Regions from separate parts of the Drosophila melanogaster genome. Here region 2 is linked to region 1. Evidence: chromatin contacts called from public Hi-C data. All regions are on one chromosome and are shown on one strand. The core of a region is the stretch at or near the end of the contact, and the rest is flanking DNA. Distances in the headings are between cores, read along the strand shown.

Region 1 (2,700 bases), core at 164-2,663:
ACTGAAATGGCGCGCTTGAGCAAATGCGACGTAATTTGAGCTGCGCTTTTCGTGCGGTCTCGACTTCTTGCTGTTGTTGTTGCTGTTTCTACTGATGCCGCCACTGTTGTTGTTGTGGTCGTTGCTGTTTCTGCTTGCCGCTGTTTTTGTTGTTGCGACAGTGACGCATTGGCGATTTTAGCCATGATCGCTGATTTGTTGGCTCAAGTCGAGTTTTCGTATTGGAAAGGGTTGCTTTTGGCTAGATATTATTGCTATTCAAACGATACTCATTGAGCTTGTTGTTGTTGGTAATTGCATTCTCCCTTCTCTCTGCTCCACGCAAACACTCATACGCACACACACACACGCGCGCAATCGGCACTTGGCTTAGAACAGGTTATTTTTATTTTTTTTAAGTTATATTCCTCTTTTTCTGCTAGTTGTATTATTTGCAAACTTTCGCACGCGACACTTTCTAGCCTGAATTTGAATATTGAGCACAGAGATTCCACTTTGAGCCAACTAATTTGCCATTTCTTCCCAGGCCACGATTCTGAATCACACCAACACACACACACACATACGAGCGCCGAAGACTTGGCTTAAAAGAGAGGTGCGCTGTTCTTGTTGTTGTCGCTGCCCTTTTGAACTGCAAGCAGCACACACACACGCGCGCGCACACACATTGGCCAAAACGGGGCGAAAAAAACGTTACGAGCGCGAGCAACCAATAAAACGTACGTACGAGCAGCAAGAAAAATGTTCGACCGTTTGAATCGGCGATATCCGTTTCGTGGGCTTATATATGGTGCAGTGTGACCAGTCCGCTTGGCTAGGTTTGGCTGGATTTTGATATAGAGTCAACATGCATGGCCACACTGATATTCAAGTTGCACAGTGGTACAATATGTACAAAAAAAATATTTTGTTCTTGAATTGATTTCGCACAAGAATTAAACCGTTAATTACATTTTCATAAAACTTTACTGATATAACTATTCAATATATCAATTAATATCGTGTGTATGTCTAGGTGACATTCCAAAATACACGAGCATAGTAAAGTTTAATTTATGGCGGGAACATGAAAACGTAAACTTCACTTAAATTACCAACGGCAGTTATGGGTTTTGTAAGTTGTGACCTACATCATCATAATCCAAATAGAATAAACCTTTTATAATACCGCAAATCTTAACTTGCGAAAATTCCGCACTGCACATATTTTCAAGTCGGAATGCATAAAAGTAAATTCCCCATAAATCAAGAAGCCGGCGGATAGCAACTACGTACTTAATGTAAATGTAAACGGCCACAAAGCGCCGACTTATCGTTTCAAAGAGAACTCAGCATAAACAGGCAGCACCGACAACATGTCGTCAATTTTTGGAGGTCTAGGTGGGACTATATAATGTGGGTAAGCCTGGTTAGAAATCACAGCAGTTGGGGAATTAGCAAAATGGGCAAATCGCAAAATAATACTGGTTCGCTTTTGCTACTGATTATACTGGGCATTTCTCTGGGAGATTCCATGCCCCTGGAGGATATGGACTCCCAGGAAATGATTGACTTGACAGATCTTGGAGATACTCTGTTCGGTAATCCGGACGTGGAGACGACTGGAGCTTTGGTTGAGGCACTCGGTGTGGAATCCCCGCTGAATCCCGAGGAGCTGGGAACCTACCACGAAGGTGACATCCTGATTCCACTGAGCTACAGGGACGCCCGATTCAATGGCACTCGTAATGGCATTTTGGCGCTGAGTTCCCGCTGGCCGGGCGGCGTTGTGCCCTACGAGATCAAAGGTCCTTTTACCAGCCAGGAATTGGGGAATATTAACCACGCTTTTAAGGTGAGGTTTCAGTAATAGTCCCTATTACAATTTACAAATAAGATTTTGTATCTTAGGAATACCACACCAAAACATGCGTGCGCTTCAAGCCCAGGACCACCGAAAAGGATTACATCTCCATTGGTAGCGGAAAGTCTGGCTGCTGGAGTAGCATTGGGCGCTTAGGTGGTCGCCAGGAAGTGAATCTGCAGTCGCCCAACTGCTTGCGTACATACGGCACTCCCATTCACGAGCTGATGCACGCCCTGGGCTTCTTCCATGAGCAGAATCGTCACGAACGTGACTCCTATGTGCGCGTGATGAAGGACAACATCAAGCCCGAGATGATGGTCAACTTCGAGAAGTCCAGTTCCAGGACACAGTACGGCTTCGGCGTGGAATACGACTATGGCAGTGTGATGCACTACTCCCCCACCAGTTTCACTCGGAATGGCCAGCCCACGTTGAAGGCACTGCGTGCCACATCCGATGCCAGCCAGATGGGTCAACGCAAGGGCTTCTCAGCCGGAGATGTGCGCAAGATCAACGCAATGTACAAGTGCAAGGTGTAGATGACAACTGCAGTCGAAGCATTCGGTAACAGTATTTTGACAAACATAAATATTTATCATCAACAATCAATTGTGTTTACTGAAAAAATATGTCTATGGGTACAATATTTGGTTAGATAATTAACAATCGCCTATGTGCGTCGTGTCTTGTACTGCTCCGGGAACTCTCACGCCATCCCATCCTAGTGGTACGGCAGGTTCTTATTTGTCTCAAAGAAATAGTTGCCCTGCATGTTGAGCTCCTTGCAGATCGTCGAGAATCTTCGGATGGCGTTGTACGTGCCGAGGTTACTTCCATCTTCACAGGGAAACACA
Region 2 (2,700 bases), core at 38-2,537, 64 kb before region 1:
TTTGTTTCAAGTCTCTTCTTTCTCCAGGCACTGCTACAAAGCACTGGAGCACTGGCTCGACTCTACGACAACTGGCGCCGTCGACTTATTCGCTGTGCTGCCCATTTGGAGGCCTACATAGACTTCGCCGAAGAGGAGCAAATCGAAGGCGGCATCATCCTGCAACTCGGCAAAGAACTAAAGGCGGTAAAGCGTGAGATTCGCGAGCATTTGAGTGACCAGCGGCAGGGAGAGCTCCTCCGCGACGGAGTCCGCACTGTGATCATTGGAGCACCCAATGTTGGCAAGAGTAGTCTGCTCAATCTCCTCTGCCAGCGATCCGTGTCCATAGTGACGGATCAGGCGGGCACCACAAGGGATATTATAGAAACAATGCACAATTTCGGAGGATACCCGGTGGTATTTTCCGACACAGCCGGATTACGCCGATATACTACGGATAGTATAGAGCAGGAGGGAATGCAGAGAGCCAAGAATTGTCTAGTCCAATCTGATTTGATATTGCTCCTAGCAGAAGCCAAGAACATTGCACAGCTGACGCACGACGACGCAGTTGCTCCGTTTGTAGATAGCTATCTGGGCGAGTTGGATATACCTCTGGACATGTGCTCAGGGAAACGTCTGCAATTGGTGGCCAATAAAACCGACACTTTGACGGATGAGGAGCATCAGCAGCTGGACAAGCTGTCCAACGTGTTAGCCATATCATGCCATAAGCCCGATAAGATGCCCGTGTTTCTGGGATCACTGGAGAAGCAGCTGCAAGAACTGTGCGGAGAACCGCGGGCGGAGAATCCACGCATCACAAACACACGCTACCGTCAGCAACTGGAGCGCTGCATTGAGAACATTGATATTTTTCTACGAGATTACAGACCCGACGTTTACCCGGACATGGCCATAGCCGCCTCCAAGCTGCGCAACTCCGTGCGCTGCATCGAACGCATCACCGGACACATCAGCTGCGAAGATATACTCGACGTGGTCTTCAAGGACTTTTGCATTGGAAAGTGAAGAGATAGTTTATAGTTGTGAGTTGCGAAGATTACACTGCCCATGTTGAGTATTGAATAAAATATTCATTTGTACCCTAGAGTTTTGATAAGCATAATAAATTAACATTTCTGCACGGATAAGAAAGATTGGAATTACATTTATTTCTAAAACCAATCCTTACATTTTCATATAAATATTTTTTTGATCAGAAAAAAGGTTTTTCAAAATTACGTTACTTTTAGAGTGACCTTAACTTTGGAGTTGACCATTCCGCAGTCGATAGCGATATGGGCACACAGTGTGATATTGTTTACGTGTTTTACTCGAAGAGATTTGTTTTTCTTAGAAAAATATGTCATCCTGGATCACAGGACTGGCGGACAAGGCCGAAAACATTTTGAACAAGCTGGACCAAAATGCGGCAACGGCCCTGCAGACAGAGAACGCCACAGGTTCAGCGGATCCCATGCGTAGGAGCATGACGAGCAGCACCCAATCACTGTCCACATCCCTGAAGTCCACTCTGTCGCCAGTGCGGCGCTCGGGGGCCAATAGCTCATCAAGTGTAAAAAGCGATGGCGGGGTCTCCGTGGTCACTAAGGACATGCGCCAAAAGATGACCACGTCGGCCAGTTTCTCCAACAGTCCCGACATATCCGCCAACTCAATGGACACAAATGAATTGGCTGCCTTCAAGATCGCCCTGAATGAAATCACGGCCGAAAGAGATGAACTGCGTCTGCGCTTGGAAGATCTTAATAACGAAACCGAAAAGTTTGATCTGCATCAACACACCCAGGTGCTGGAAGCTCTGGTTAAAAGTCTGTCCGAAGAGCGGGACAAGGCGGTTCATGACTACAATGAGGCCCAGGCAGCTAACATGGCGTATGTGCACTCCATCTCCGAACTGGAAACCAATCTGGCCAAGTTGCAGCAGGAATACATAAGCGCCGCTCACAAATTGCAAATGCAAACAAAGGAAACGGAGCAGCAGCGCCAGGAGCTTCAGGAATACCGTATCAAGGCTCAGCGAGCTCTGCAAGCAAAGGATTCCCTCATCGCAGAGTTGAAGGCGAAGCCCACGGAGGAGGGCGCAGATCCAAACCTGGTGTCCAAGGACAGTGAAACGCGTTTTCTGCAAATTGAACACGAGTCACTTAAGCAAGAACTAGAGCATGCCAACGAGGAACTGCAAAAGGCGCGCTTGCAGCTGGACGATTACGTTTCCCAGGAAAGACAACGACAGGTGGAACTAAGCTCTGCCCGCCAACGCGAGGAAACACTAGCAAAGGAGTTGCGACAGGCAAGGGAACACAGTGTGACCTCCGAATCCGATCAGCGAGTGCTCACGCAGGAACTGGCCTCACTGCGGCAGCAACTTAGTAACCAAATGGCTGCTGCCGCCACTCGACTCCAGGAGCGGGAGCAGCAGCTTCAGCAGATGCGTCAGCGATTGAGCGAGGAAGCCAACACGGGAGCCAAGAGCGATTACGAGACTCGGCTAAAGGCTTTAACCCAATCACTGGTCGAACGTCAAAGTCTTCTGGAAAGAGTTACGAGTGAGAGAAATGCCCTGCGACTACAGCACGAAAAGGCACAGACGCAGCTACAGCAAAACATGCACTTGGTGGAAATGGAGAGCCAAAGGGGCAGCTCCCGCCATACTATGCTCAACAGCACAGATGATGGTAAGTCTAACATTCT

What was found. Hi-C and Micro-C count contacts between places; a contact is called where the count stands out from the background.
Region 2: a Hi-C map of the OSC cell line shows a contact between it and region 1, with 2.9 times the contacts expected there. The contact joins the promoter of Golgin84 here to the promoter of CG5715 in region 1. A contact is called at or near these places in 8 of 107 Hi-C or Micro-C datasets (the Clone 8 cell line, the D17-c3 cell line, the OSC cell line and 4 more) and 1 of 6 datasets of contacts at active chromatin or transcription factors (the S2 cell line).

Annotation. Positions count from the first base shown.
Region 1 is chr3R:24,293,112-24,295,811 of dm6, reverse strand. It overlaps CG5715, which reads left to right and starts at 1,413. Exons shown (of 2, transcript NM_142985.4): 1 at 1,413-1,834; 2 at 1,891-2,446. The coding sequence starts at 1,442. The coding sequence ends at 2,385. It overlaps Uck (Uridine-cytidine kinase), which reads right to left. Exons shown (of 8, transcript NM_001260352.2): 8 at 2,441-2,683. It overlaps crb (crumbs), which reads right to left and starts at 734. Exons shown (of 14, transcript NM_001260355.2): 1 at 1-734. The coding sequence starts at 185.
Region 2 is chr3R:24,356,525-24,359,224 of dm6, reverse strand. Golgin84 (Golgin-84) reads left to right here and starts at 1,287. Exons shown (of 2, transcript NM_142993.3): 1 at 1,287-2,684. The coding sequence starts at 1,349. It overlaps CG18528, which reads left to right. Exons shown (of 3, transcript NM_142994.4): 3 at 28-1,130. The coding sequence ends at 1,014.